Regions from separate parts of the Mus musculus genome. Here regions 2, 3 and 4 are each linked to region 1. A link is a contact called in public promoter capture Hi-C data. All regions are on one chromosome and are shown on one strand. The core of a region is the stretch at or near the end of the contact, and the rest is flanking DNA. Distances in the headings are between cores, read along the strand shown. Region 1 holds the start of Zfp507 (zinc finger protein 507). Region 2 holds the start of Pop4 (processing of precursor 4, ribonuclease P/MRP family, (S. cerevisiae)). Region 3 holds the start of Plekhf1 (pleckstrin homology domain containing, family F (with FYVE domain) member 1). Region 4 overlaps Uri1 (URI1, prefoldin-like chaperone).

Region 1 (3,452 bases), core at 652-3,151:
AGCGCTGAAGACCACCTGTCCTGGAGCTGCAAACCCAGAATTAGGCCTGCGTCCATTTCCTGTAATATTCCTGTAATTCCTGGTGGCCAAGCCCTTCTTTGGACACAAAGTGTCAAGGAACACCTCTGAGGCTCACAGACGTGAAACAGTGCCTGGCTTCAGAACTCAAACCACGCTTTCCCTAGTATACCGATTTCCCTTTCCATGCTCAAGGTGAGCATGATCAAGTAACAGCACCGGATGGATGCTAGGCAGCAGCAAACAGCTTCGTTTGCTCAGAGTTCTGTGGGTCCAGTCACAGTGGTGGCGGTTTATAAATAAGGCATCTCAGTGAGATGTAAGTGACTTACCCAAGGTTACATGGCTGTTAGTGGCAGAGCCAGTGTCTTTCCAATCAATTTCTGAAACAGATAGTCTCCTGGATCGATATTCACAATCCAGCTGTGGCCAAGAAGGAAATAAACACCATCAAACACGTCTCTCCATTGGCGGGCGAAACACAGTAACTTATTTCGGCAGTGAAGAAACTTCCAATACTTAACATTGAAAAGAAATTTCGGAAAGCTGTTCATGCAATGTAATTGTGTGAGGCAAATTTACATAATTTACTTAACAAGTAGAGGATTTTGCAGAAGCTAAAACAAATCAGCCTGGAAAACTTCTAACAATTGTATATTTTAAACCTCCCCCTCCATGTAAGTAATTCACTCAGCAAACTACTGCTTTTACTGACATAATTTTCTAACCAATATGGAATAATAAATGACATATTGCTATTCTAACTTTAACCGAAATTACAGCCTAAGGGGTGATTATGTAAATTAGTCAAACACAGTGGGCAGAAGAGTACCATGAAAAGATGCGACAACGTGGCTTGACCTATATATTCTCCAAAGCAGTTTCCTGCCCTGGTCCTCCTTTTTTTTTTTGGCTACTGTTTTCCTATTGTTGCTTTAAAGTAGGCTTATTCGGTTCCCTTAGAAAGTAACTTAGCGATTACAGTTAAGTAAAATTAGTACACCGCTAGGGCATCCTCCGAGTTTCCAGAGTTACCATGGTAAAGGAATGAAGGGTCAAACTTTCTCTTTTTAATCAATATAGCAATCCATACACAGAATCAGACCAGTAGAGTAGAAAGTACAAACTCAGACAGAAAAGGGGGTAAATCCAGTAATTGCCTTGGGCCATGTAGACTGAAAGCAAATTCCTGTCCACTGTCAGCAACCTTTGGTGGGGGTGGCTGCCTGGACCTAATTAATCACCCAGGCCTCGGACTCCAAACAACGATCGGGATGCCCCAGGTCTGGAAAGGTGGGCACTTTCACCAATGGTCTCAGCGATCTCTGGAAAGATCAGTCAATCCCAGAGGATGTGTACGTGTGGGAGGCCACGATTGCTATTTTTCGTTTGCGCTGGCATTTCCTACACCACGCAGTGCTTAAAGGACGGGGGATTAAAGAAACTTAAGCTCCATCCTGGCTGGCCTAAGCGCTTTCACGTCTCCAGAAGGCAAAGGCGCTTCAGCGGGACCTGGGGAGCAACGGGACCCCCACCCCCAGCGGCACGGCGGGCCCGGGGTCTCCACAGGCCCGACAGAGGGACGACAGTACACACAGGGCCCTGGAGCTCAGGCTCGGGTGCGTGGCAGTGCCGCGGGCGTCACCGGCGAGGAGGAAGCGGGCGTCACCAGCGAGGCCGCACATGGCCGGCGGCGCTCAAGCGGAGGGGCGGCCCGGGGCGCGGTACCTGCGGTCGGGCGGCGGGCTGCTGCTCCTGCGAGCCTCCTTTGGCCGGCCGGGACCCCACCGTACCCTCGCCCTCGTCCGCCTCGCTCCCGACTCCTTTCCCTCTCTTTCCCCCTTTTTGCCCCTTCCTCGGCCGTGGCTCCAAGATGGCGGCGCCGAGACAGATCACGTGAGCGGCGAGCCGGTCAGGTGAGCCTGGAGGCGCGCGGCGTGGGCGGGGCTGTGGTGGGGTGGAGCCACCACAGACCACGCCCTCTGGCAGAAAGGGCCTTAAGGCTCTGGGCAGATGCTGTGGCCATCCAGGTCCTGTCAGAGCTGGTGTTGGTCTAGAACTCAGTTGATATCCACTGTGGCCTCAACCTGCTGGGGCATTCTTCATCCCCTCATTTACCCCATCGTTCTTTACATCCTTGTGCTTGTGAATCTGGCTGGACTTTTTTTTTTTTTTTTTTTTTTAAAGTTTATCGAGGGCTGGAGCGATGGCTGGAGTGATGGCTGGAGCGAGGGTTGGAGCGATGGCTCCGTGGTTGCTCTTATAGAGGACACAGGTTTGGTTTCCAGCACTCATACAGTGGCTCACAACCATGTGTAACTCCACTTCCAGGGACTCAGAAGCTCTGGCCTTCTTCTGACCTCCACAGACTCCAGACACACACATGGTGCTCAGGTATACAGATAAGTAAGCCATTCACACACACAAAATATTATCTACGTATTTATTTATTGTTATTTGTGGAGACTTGTGGTCAGAGGAGAATTTTCAGGAGTCTGTTCTTTCCTTCCATGGTATGGGTTCTGATATTGAACTCAAACCTTCAGACTTGGCAGCGAGTACCTTTACCCATTGAACCACATACCTCCTAGATAAATGCTCTTCCACTGAGCTATTGAGTTTCCTGAAACAACTCATCCTGGCTTCTAATTCCTTATGTAGTTAGCCCAGGCAGACATTTGAAGTTGTGAACCTCCTGCCTCAGCCCTCCAGGGTAGCTTGGGAGAGTAGATGTGTCTCCACCATACCAGGCTCTAATTGGAGCTATTATTTTTTTCAGGCATCGTATGCTGAAAAATGTAGAGGTCCTAACCGTATGTCTGATGAGAGGCAGTGCTGGCTCTGGGTCAAAAATACTTTCTTTTTTTTTTTTATGTTTAAAATTTAAAAAAGCATTTATTGATTCGTGTGTGGAAGACAGAGGACAATTTTCTGGAGTTGGTTCACTTTTTCTCCCGTGTAGGTCCCAAGGGTTGAACTCGGGTTGCAGCTTTGATAGAAAGTTCTTTTACCAACTGAACCTTCTTGCGGTCCTTGAAAGATTTTTCAGGAGTTGTAAGGTCTGACTTGGTGAGCTTGCGGTAATAACTCCGAGCGAGCCGTCATGTTTGTCGTTTGGATCTGTTTCCGTGAAGTATCTGCTCTGCTGTAACAAACCCTGTTGGGTCCTGTGCTAATACCATGAATACAAACTGAGAGAAGCAATCTCACCCAGCTTTCAACCCAAGAATAAGCCGGCAGGTAGGGGCTAGCAGGAATGGCAGAGCCACGAGCTTGGGTCTGGATTCAATGGGTGGGCGTGGCCAGAGGAAGGACTTTAGGGAGGATCGTAGTGATAGCGCCAGGCTGGCCTTGTTAGGTGAGATACCTTTTGGATGTTTCCTGGTATATTTAGAACCCACTTCAAGCAGGTTGGGTTTTGAGTCGTCAAAATA
Region 2 (3,452 bases), core at 587-3,086, 2.5 Mb after region 1:
CCAGAGCTATACAGAGAAAACCCTGTCTCGAAAAAAACAAAAAACAAAACAAAACAAACAAACAAAAAAAACAAAACAAAATAAGAACTCCTCAAGGCTTAAAGAATCGCTGGGATCTTATTAAAACGGAGGGTTTTGGTTCCTACTCCAGACTCAGCATGTCCAAAAAAATTCCTCGCTGGGTCACATTTAGAGTTGATCTGATTTTAAACACCCAGGAGGTATAATTATACTTGGGCAGTGGCCCAGTAAGTCTAGTAAGTCTAGACACTAAAAGAGAGGAGATATTAACGGGTAGGCTGTATATGGTTGAAACACTACATTTTGCTGACTACTAAGAGAGGCTTAAAACAGATTTTTCACACTTTAAAATCTATAATGTATCCTGACCAGATAAAATACAATAGTCTTTTTCCAAACTCTACATACTATCTTCATGATGATGAAACCTCTTTAAACCTCCACAATCCTGTTTCTTATTTGTTTGGAGGCAATCATCATGGTGGCACTGGGGCAGAGACTACAGGAGTAAATGGGAAAAGGAAGGGCCCATGACCAGAAAGTGCAGTTCACACTACACCCTATACACTGCACTTCTGAGCTGGGTGTGGCGGCACACATGGTTGATCCATCCCATTACTTGAGAGGTAGAGGCCGAGCTGGTTCACACGGTGAGCTCCAGGCTAGTCAGGAGTACATAGCTGACTTTATCCCAACAGCAACAATAAGAAACAAACAAACAAACAAACAATCCATCTCTGTCTCCCTGAGTATATGCTTGACCCAAGCAAACAAACCAAGGTACCACAAGTTTTATATACAGAATCTAGCTCTCTCTTGAACAATGGATCAAGATTGAACTTTATTGTGATAAACATGCAGGGGCTGGAATCCCAGGAAGAACTTTGTTTTATTTACCCCAGATGCCTCGCATCAAAGTTGAAAGTCTTTCTGCAACATGCAGTAGGTGTGGGACACTCACAGCTTGTCAAGCGGTTGGTTGAGTGAGTGTGCATATATATTATCTTAATGTCATTAATCTTTCTAAGCAATTTTTAACAGTAGCTCTTCTTTGTTATGCACATAATAAAGTGGTAGCTGAGACACGCTAAGAAACTTGTTCTCAGACAAAAAGGGCATGAATCACCAAATCAGAGGCAATATCTTTACCTCTCTCCTCTAGTACTGCCCCAGTGCTTGGCTGCCCTTCTGGGCACAGCTCTTTTCGGCTCAAATTCCAAAGCCTTAGGTGTACGATACTGCCCCTCAGCAGCTTTTTACAGGGGCAAGGGTGAAAACCAGGTGGCAGAGGGGTGCAGGTCCTTGACAGAAGTTATACGGGAAGGTAGTAGCTAGGTCCGGTCAAGAACTTGGACCCATCTCTTCTAGTTCCCCCGAGAGGCCCCTGAGGAGAGCACACAAACTCGATCCTGACATTTATTCCTAGCTAAGAGACTGAGACGGCGGATTCAGACTCCGGGCCTCCATTTCTTTTGTGTACTAAGGTAATTCCCTGGAAGTTGCCTTAGGACTCTGTTGAGACAGGTATCCCTGATTCATTTCCCAAGCCAACTTCTAGTTCCGAGGTTCTATATTCCCACCCCGGCCCCGCTCCGCGTCCCTCATCCCACTTACCCTTCATTGTCGGCCAGCTTCCGGAGCTCTCTGGCGATGTCTCCTTCAGGCCTCACTCATTCCTTTCCTTTCTTCGCTTTGTTCAGCGGCTTTCTCCCGCCGGGACGCTGCTTTTTTGTTTAAAATTCCACTGGAAAAATCCGATAAGCCCAAGAGACAATTAACAAAGTGCACGGACTTGCTCCACCCTGCGTCAGGGGATGGCGACCAGATTTCGGATCGGGCGCCTCTCTGACGTCATTGACGCGACGGCATCTGTGTGCGTCCGTCACTGGCACAGGCTCTGTGGTTGAGAGAGGAGCGGATTTTGCGGGTCTGCTGTGGTGTTCAGTATGCAAGTGTCTGTAACTGGAGTAGTCGTGTTGGGGGGTCAGGATTAATGAAATGTAGCGAGAGCAAGCTGCCATAGAGAGGACGCGAGGGAGATTGGGGACGAGGGAGGGCACAAGTTGGCCGGGGATATCGGCGGTAACGACTGTGGGATTCCTTTTTTTTTTTTTTTAAGCAAGAGGCTTACAGTGTTGCCCTGGGTAATCTAGAATTTACTCCCGAGAATACTAGTCATATTTTGTACTGGTGGCCGGGGGTATTTAGTCCTGTTTCTGCTACTAAATACTTTTATGACCTCGTTCAAAGGTCTTTTTCCTATTAGTAAAGAAAAAGAGTAGGTTTATTTGCTATCGGATGCAAGAAGGTAGAGACGTGTAGTTAGTGTAGCTAGTATAACAAAAGTTACATTTTATTATGCAAACGGTCATTTCATAGGTTCACCCCCTAAATTCCTAACTACCTAAGCCTATCTCCCCAAGGCTACCCTCCTGTGTGACTTATCTTAGCTGAAGGTCAGGTCCAGTCTCCAACAGAAGTTTTTGATTGGAGTGTCAGATTACTCTCCAGCCGCAGGGCAGATGAAGGTGGCTTCTCTTCAGTTGTGCAGAGCAGAGCATTGCTCTTGGTGCCCACTAATACACTGTCCACTGGGTGTCATGGGGTTCTAGGACTGTGTCTAGTTGTCTTGAGTGATGTAACTGGGTTCTGGTTATCAGGTGCTGCCTTGGGTGTACTGGGGTTCCTTAATTAAACGTTTTACATGGGGTTCCTTAGTTAAACGTTTTACATGTCTAAAAGGCACCTATCTTCTTCTTCTTCTCTCTCTCTTTCTTTCTTTCTTTCTTTCTTTCTTTCTTTCTTTCTTTCTTTCTTTCTTTCTTCTCTTTCTTCTCTCTCTCTCTCTCTCTCTCTCTCTCTCTCTCTCTCTCTCTCTCTCTCTCTCTCTCTCCCTCCCTCCCTCCCTCCCTCCCTCCCTCCCTCCCTTCCTTTCTTTCCTGTGCTCATTGCATCTTACCCCATTGGTCTCAAAATGTTTGCTCTTTTAAAAAATTGATTCTTTTTCACTGAAGACAGTGTCCCAGACACTTGCTTTGTGGTCTAGGCTGAGCTTGAAAGTGCAACATTCCTGCCTGGCCTTCTGGAGCATTGGAATTTATAGTCTATCTTATTATATCCAGTCTAGAAGGCATTCTTCAGACTTGGAACATTAGTGTCTGTCATTATGATAAAAGACAAAAGTGATTCTCAAAGATCTGGGACACAAAGGCCCAGGCTAGCCTTTTCTCTAGACCAGTTATTAGGAGTCTTTTAATGGACCCTTTCAAATATCTAGCATAGCTTTGGGTATATGTCACTGTTCCCTGTGATTCTCAGATTACAGTAGGATGTGGTTTTTTTTTTTAATTTTTTATTTTTTTTCAGAGTAACAGTGACACCACAGATGGCATGCTTACTATTTTTTCTTTTTAAGAAGGAGAGATTCTAAC
Region 3 (3,452 bases), core at 284-2,783, 2.4 Mb after region 1:
GGAGTGAGGTACGGGAGTAAGAGGTAAGGTTACAAGGGGCAGGCAGGGCCTGTCTTGCAGGTCCACAGGCCAGTGTGAGCATTCCAGAGTTATTACAAGGGTACTAAGGGAGTGGCACCACCCAACAGAGTCACTGAGACCTTCTAGAATCTTCCTCCAGGAGAACAGATTAAGGAAAATAAACCCTTAGGTGCTACTTTCTTAGCACCCACTGTTTGCTAGACACAATGTTAATTAAGCACAAAGCATGGCTGTAACTCCGTGCCCATGAGCCACTTCACAGTCACCACCCAAGAACCTCAGGAGTGGGCCCAGCTTCCAGATAAACTCTGAGCCAAGGTAGAAAAACTTTGGCCCAGAGGGCATTCCTATAATCTAGCATCTGGTAAGATTAGATAGGAAGGTAGAGAGTTGTAGGTCAATCTGGACTATACAAGGAGACCTTATCTCAAAAAAAGCAAAATCTTTTGGGTAACCTGGTGTTTGTGGCCATGTCCTATCCCGGGAATTCACATGATGAAAAGGAGACAATAACTTCTGAAACTTTTGGCCCTAGTAAACAAAACAACACGCCCCCACCCCCCCAAAAAACAAACAAACAAACAAACAAACAAACAACAACAACAAAAAAAACATGCCCTGGGTCAGAAGTTCTTAAAATCCAGAGTGTGTAGTCTTTCCTACTGCCTGACTTTGGTGTCTTTCACCGCATAACACACAGGGTAGTCAGTCCCATCCCGCAGGCCACAATGCCAAACCCCTCCTTCCTTGGCGGGACAGGGTTGGCCAGGTCCCAGTGCTCAGACAACTAACTGGCCTAGCCACTCTGAGCAGCTCTGAGGGCTGACGTGGGCAGGACGCACAGCAAATGAAGCACTTCAGCTTACAAAAACCGCAGGGGTCTTGACTCTAGCACTGATCGCCCCTCCTCTGCAGCCTCTGACCGGGTAGAATCTGATACCGGTTTTGTTCACATTCTAAGGACTGCGCCCTCTCCGGGGAGTGCACACATTCCACTGAGACTTGGAACTGCCGGTTTCCCTCCTGCTAAGGCCTGGGGACACCTCTTTATTGTACTTCAGTTACTCCCTAGGAGAATCCAGGCCCGGTCCCACACCAATAACTTCCTATATGAAGAGTCGCGAACTCAAACTCTTCAGGGTCCCAAATCCGAGGCTATTGAGAACCGTCCCTCCCAACCCAAGACGTCTCTGGCCAAGACGAGGTTCCCGGAACATCACGGGATAAGGAGAGGGTAGAGACTCTGCGGAGAACCCTTCTCCAACTCGCGCACAGTCCTGGGACTCAGTGGCCCTAGAGTCCCAGCTGTCAACCCCTTCCCAAGTCAGAAAACAGCGAGCAGCCTCTGCTCCAGTGGAGCCCCAGATGCGGGTTCCTGAGGCCACCTCTACCCACAGCTGCAGACCTGGCAGGGTGGAGGGCGGAAGGGGAGCGCTCTCCCCCTCCGTAGCCTGCTTACCTCCCGTAGGAACCTCCGCGTCCGCACAGCCAGTCCCGAACTGGCGCCCGCCAATCCCTGCGCCGCCCACGCCTCCGGGTTCCAATTCTCTGGTCACGCCCCTTCGAGGGACTCTGGACCAATCGAAGCCCTGGCACGCAGGCGGGGGCGGAGCCGGCCCGAGTTCTCCAGAAATGTGCGCGGGCGTAATTAAACCGCTGGACCGTAAACGGGTCAGCAGCGGTTGTGCGTGGGGACGATGGGCTGATTCCTGGTTGGAGTCCGGTTCCCAGCTTTGCTGGTCGCCACACTCAAGACTGAGTCGGCGCTGGTCAGAGGAACAGCCTGTGAGGGAAGCAGGCATGACGGAGTGGTGGGCCCTCAGGTGCCCCTGTTACTATGATGTTACTCTTTTCAGCCACAGAGACACACGTTTTCTTAACGATCAACAGAACTTTATAATTTTTTTCCTAGAGGAAAATGTCAAAAGTACACGGGAGGAAATTAGTTTAGTGGACCCCAGGCATTCATCGTGTAGATCCAAGACGAACAGGTACCCCGCCCTGGCTACTGGTGTCACTTAGAACTCAATTCCAAGGCTGCTTTCCCATCTCACCTGCCCCCACGCAATTCTCATCCACTGTCTTCTGGTTCCTTAAAAACCACTCCCACCCTTCGCCCTCTCCCTCCTTTGTCATTTCAGTGTCACCTCCTCAGAGAGGTCTCCTTGGCCACAAAGCAGCAGTTCTCAACTCCATCCATTTTTTATTGTCTTGTTACCCCTGGCTGACCAGAAATTCTATATGTAGACTAGGCTATCCCTGAACTCATAGAAGCCTTGCCTCTGTCTCTAGACTGCTGGGCTAATATTAGTCTATAGTGTCAGTTTGTGTTGCTAAACTGGTTACATTGAAGAGGGACTAGCTCTGGTTAGCCTGGTACCCGCTGGGCCAAGACCAAACTGGGTTTGGAAGGGGATGGTGTGGCCCTCTGGTGATGGTGTTAGGGGCAGACCCTTCCCTAAACTGTCCCTTAATCCCTACCATCCCCCACATCCTTACCCCACCAGCGCTTATTGATATTTCTTTTAGGTTTGAAGTTTGTTTAATCATTTACAAAATGCACTGCTGTGAATATTTCAGATGGGGAGAAGACACATAAAAATAGAGACTTTTAGCCCCCCCTCCAGTAAACTCACAATCTCAAGTTCTAGAGAAGTACTCCACCAGTGAGATATTATATCTCCAGCCCTGACTTTAGCTCATCTTTAATCATAAGATTTAGGGATCTGGGTGTCATATGCCTGTGATCTCAGCACGCAGGAGGCTGAGGCAGGAGGATGGAGTTTGAGGGCAGCCTGAGCTACATAATGAGACCTTGTCTCAGTCAGTCAATCAAGGATTTGGCAATATTGGTTTATTTATGCAGAGGTCTGGTCGTTTGCTTATATTGTAATGCTAAATTACAATATAATAACAAGGCCAGGTTGCTTCCAGGGAGCCTTGCACATACTCTATAAATTGCCCTATGTAACCTTGCCCCCCAGCTTGTCCCTGATTGGTGAATAAAGCTGCCCACAGCCAATAGTTGGGCAAAAGAGAGATAGGCGTGGTCTTGAGTTCCCCAGTTTGGGGGTCAAGGAGACCTCGACCAGGAGAAAAAAAGGAGGTGAAAAAAAAAGGAAAACGCCATGGGGTAAGAACCTTAAAATAATCTCCATGTGGGGTGGCTAGTTGGAGTTAAGAGCAGCCCAGATGAAACATAGCAAATTATATAATGGAATTATTATATTATATAGCATAGAGGATAGATATCTGCCCAGCTCTTGTGCTGATTAAAGCTTATTGGAAGTATAAAGGTTGTATGTATCCTTTATTTGGGAATTAATGGTCAAAGCTGGGGTAGAAACCCTGGATTGGGATTAGAAATATTCATCAACATATTTGTCCACAGCAAACAGCCCTCTTTAGATGGGGCTCATTTTCTACTACAG
Region 4 (3,452 bases), core at 513-3,012, 2.2 Mb after region 1:
GTCTCAGCCCCTGACCCCAGGATTAGGAGGACTTCAAGTTCAATTCCAACCAGGGTGACAACATGCCTCAGAAAAATAAAGTTTACCTTCAAACAAATCAAAGTGTAGTTTCAAGTTACAGTTTAAAACTGTGTTAAGACTGACTCTGAAACTGAGTGACACTATTTCATGTGGGTCTTCAGCAGAAAGCACAAACATGTCGTTGAACACGTTCTGTGAGGCAGACCAATTTGAAAGAAGTACACAAATAGATAAAGCAGGCTCAAAATAAGTTCATGAACATAGAAAGTGTTTAATAACAGCACACTTAAGTTACACATCTGAAGATCCAACAGTTCCACAAGGAGGCTTGCATCAGGAGGAGGTTAGCACAGGACGCCTCTCATAGGGAGAAGGAGCAGGGTGTGCCTAGAGTCGGTGTGATGGGATAGTCTGGTTGAGAGTAGGTGATTGGAAAGAAAAGTGGTTTTTAAGTACAAAATATGTGTACAGATGATCAACAACGGCTAGAAAAACCGAGCTATTATATTTTTAGGCAGCCTTTCCAATTCAGTCCCCTGTTCTGCATTATCCATTAACTAGCATGGACCCTAGCATACCATTTTACCATTAAAGCATGTATTTCATAAAACTCTGACAGTGGCACTGCTCTAGTTACAGCTGCGACTTTTCTAGGACATAATTTCACTTTGTTTAAGCAAGAATTCATTAAAGAAGCTATAAATAACCTCTAACTATTTAGCCGTGAATAGAGGGTGGACTGGGGTTGATGGCTTATTTTAGTACTGATGCGGAATGCTTTTTAAAAGCTACATTTTAGCATGCATCAAGCTAATGATCAACACTTGCACTGTAATGGTCAACCTGAGACTGAATGTCTCTTTAAGGAGTTTGGCTACAAGTAAATATAATATAATATTTCTTTCTTTCTTTTTTTTTACTGGTAGGAAAGCATCCTTGAAGAATGAAAATGTGAGGAAGATTGAAATGTAAAACAAACAAACAAACAAACAAAAGGCCTGTGCTTTAACAAAGTGTTAAAGCATCTAGACAAACTTTTTCCCCCCAAAGAATGGTGCCAATGACAACTGTGTGTATGGGGAGAGGAGGTGCTCGTGGGACTTGAAAACTTTGAAAATCTGTGGTGTGGCCTATACACAAATCAAAGACATTTTATACACAATCTAAACCAGGAAGTTCACAACATTTTAGAAACCAAGTTTCATAAAAATTTTACTTCCAAAAAAAAAAAAGTTGTACAAAATATTCTTCTTCTAGTCAAATTTTCCCAAAGGGTTTGTGTAGCTTTTTGCCTTAAAGATTACAGTATGACATTCAAAGGAAGAATTTTTCAAAGAACCATACAGCTGTGAAACCTACAAGAAATGTAGATTTTTTTAAAGTGCCTTTAAAATGTAAAAGCAAGTAATATAATTGTTGAATCTATTTGAGATTTTAAAAGTGTCTTTAACATGGTCCATATGGAAAGCACAACATCACAGCTGGTACGAAACTGCCTGTGTTTAGTTGAAAACACACAAACAATATATGACAGGATTCTTTGAAAAGTAACTCAAAACGCTATTCCTGCATCCTAAGGCCAATTAGACAGTAGTCACAGAATTAACGAAGCCAGCAGAACATTACAGCATTCAAACATTTACTTTGACTTTCCCAATGCCACTGATAAAGGTGAGAGAGCTCTGCCCAGCCAAGCAGGACGCCGTCCCAACTCCATGGCCGAATCCGCCGCATGTCCTAAAGCGCAGCTGGAGCTGCAGGCGGAGCCCTCTAGCTTCTCTGCTGCAATCGGGCAGCTCTGAACTTTGACACCCTCTTTGTGGGTTCCTCTGATACTTCTGATGGAACTTCTTTTCGCTCTGGAATGGTGGGGAGGGCATGGTGAGCAATGGCTGAGTATGGTGCTAGGGAGGGTGATAAAAATTCTTTTTCTATTACAGTTCCAGAAAAAGCCTGTAAGACAAATGTGTATATGGTGTTAAATATAACTAAGACGCACACAAAAATCTTTACCCTTCATTTCCAAGACCTTTTTTTTTAAACTAAGGTAACAAGAATTTTGGATAATAAACATCAAAATACTAATGGTTCAAAGAAACCAGGTAATATTATTTTTCTTAAGTACACCATCAAATTCAAGGAGTTTTTTATGGTTGACACCTCCAGCTCTCTAGAAAACATCAGTGAACACAGAAGCGACACGGGCACAAGAGGCGGGCTTCTGCCCAGGCTCCCTTGCTTCCTTGCTGTCTGACAGTCAGAAGCTTCGTTTCACCAATGCTGACATCATTTCTTTGGGGGGGGAGGTTATTTATTCAAGATCTTTATTGCACTTTGCCCCCGTAAAAACTAAAAAACTAGAGGTGCTAAGACTAACGTGAATCAAAATAGCTTTAAAATTCTAGGACAATCAATCCAATGGTACAAGTCAGATGTGTCACCCAAACCAAAAAAGCTCTTTCATTGTGGCTAAGTGTTTGTGGAACTTCATCTAATCAAAGCCAACTATGTTCAACTGAAATGAGACTAAATGACATACATATCACCACAATGTCTTGATGTGTCTTTATATATCAAGAAAAATGAAGACCAGAGAGTCACTTCTTAAAAACTACCTAGTATTTGGACCGTCTCCCCTCCTCAGAACTTAAACACAAGCTGAGAACTTTGAAGTGTAAAGAGCAAGCCTGTGAGATATGCCACAGAGACACAGACACACACCTCAGACACTCCTGAGGGCAAAGGCTTCTTGGGGTGGTTCTCTTGGAGTTCGTCCAAACTGCTCCCGCCGGCCTCGGTAGCCACGGCCTCCTCAGAGCTGGTGCTCCGCAGGAGCCCCCGCCGGTCCTCCACATCGGCAGCGCTGCTCTCACTTGTGTCGCTGCACACGCTGTTCTCTCGGCTGCGAGACTTGAGGATTGACTTGCGAGGAACATATTCTCCATTCACAACATCCACGAAGACTCTACAGCATTCAAAAAACAACTCCATTTTAAGGGCTTGTAACTGTAAATTAACCTACAACTTGTTTTTGTTGAGACGTTTGTTTGAGGCAGGGTCTCATGCAACCCAAGCTCACTTTTCACCCCTGGTTCTGCCACCCCCACCTCCCAATGCTGGAATCACACGTCTCACCAATTCCATTCAGTTTCCTTGCTAAAATGTCTTCTCTAAATGTCACAGTCAGAGTACATTTACAACTACACTGAATGTACCTTATGTTACTTTTCAAAGCTGAATTTTGGACCCAATAAAATACAGCATGTTATTTATATGTCCCAGGTGAGAACAGCTTGATTTGCCAAAAAGAATTTTATACACCTACTTCAAAACACCAGGAATTTTCACCAGTTTGTAAATATGGGTAATAAAATGGTAGGCATTTCAAACTGGACAGTGTAACTGTTCCCTGCTATGACAGGTGAATACGA

The links. Promoter capture Hi-C pulls out the DNA fragments that hold promoters and counts their contacts. Capture Hi-C pulls out chosen DNA fragments and counts their contacts.
Region 2: a promoter capture Hi-C map of liver shows a contact between it and region 1, with 4 times the contacts expected there. The contact joins the promoter of Pop4 here to the promoter of Zfp507 in region 1. A contact is called at or near these places in 1 of 484 Hi-C or Micro-C datasets (CD4 T cells) and 2 of 9 other capture datasets (adipose tissue and liver).
Region 3: a promoter capture Hi-C map of adipose tissue shows a contact between it and region 1, with 6 times the contacts expected there. The contact joins the promoter of Plekhf1 here to the promoter of Zfp507 in region 1. A contact is called at or near these places in 3 of 39 promoter capture datasets (embryonic stem cells, liver and pre-B cells), 2 of 115 datasets of contacts at active chromatin or transcription factors (embryonic stem cells and epiblast stem cells) and 1 of 9 other capture datasets (adipose tissue).
Region 4: a promoter capture Hi-C map of liver shows a contact between it and region 1, with 4 times the contacts expected there. The contact joins the enhancer-like site here to the promoter of Zfp507 in region 1. A contact is called at or near these places in 13 of 39 promoter capture datasets (the 3T3-L1 cell line, 3T3-L1-derived adipocytes, the C10 cell line and 9 more), 1 of 484 Hi-C or Micro-C datasets (B cells), 1 of 115 datasets of contacts at active chromatin or transcription factors (large pre-B cells) and 1 of 9 other capture datasets (embryonic tail).

Annotation. Positions count from the first base shown.
Region 1 is chr7:35,801,088-35,804,539 of GRCm38.p6, forward strand. It overlaps Zfp507 (zinc finger protein 507), which reads right to left and starts at 1,902. Exons shown (of 7, transcript NM_177739.3): 1 at 1,747-1,902; 2 at 351-441. It overlaps E130304I02Rik (RIKEN cDNA E130304I02 gene), which reads left to right and starts at 1,505. Exons shown (of 3, transcript NR_033567.1): 1 at 1,505-1,934.
Region 2 is chr7:38,269,512-38,272,963 of GRCm38.p6, forward strand. Pop4 (processing of precursor 4, ribonuclease P/MRP family, (S. cerevisiae)) reads right to left here and starts at 1,837. Exons shown (of 7, transcript NM_025390.4): 1 at 1,636-1,837. The coding sequence starts at 1,642.
Region 3 is chr7:38,226,461-38,229,912 of GRCm38.p6, forward strand. Plekhf1 (pleckstrin homology domain containing, family F (with FYVE domain) member 1) reads right to left here and starts at 1,534. Exons shown (of 2, transcript NM_024413.2): 1 at 1,481-1,534.
Region 4 is chr7:37,959,724-37,963,175 of GRCm38.p6, forward strand. It overlaps Uri1 (URI1, prefoldin-like chaperone), which reads right to left. Exons shown (of 11, transcript NM_011274.5): 10 at 2,743-2,986; 11 at 269-1,974. The coding sequence ends at 1,792. Among named protein-coding and RNA genes, the nearest start is that of Uri1, 58 kb to the right of the region's middle. Within about 2 kb of position 1,763, at least 9 of the 459 cell types and tissues checked have an H3K27ac peak or open chromatin away from gene starts, as enhancers often do. A contact at or near this core is called in liver, where this site is marked.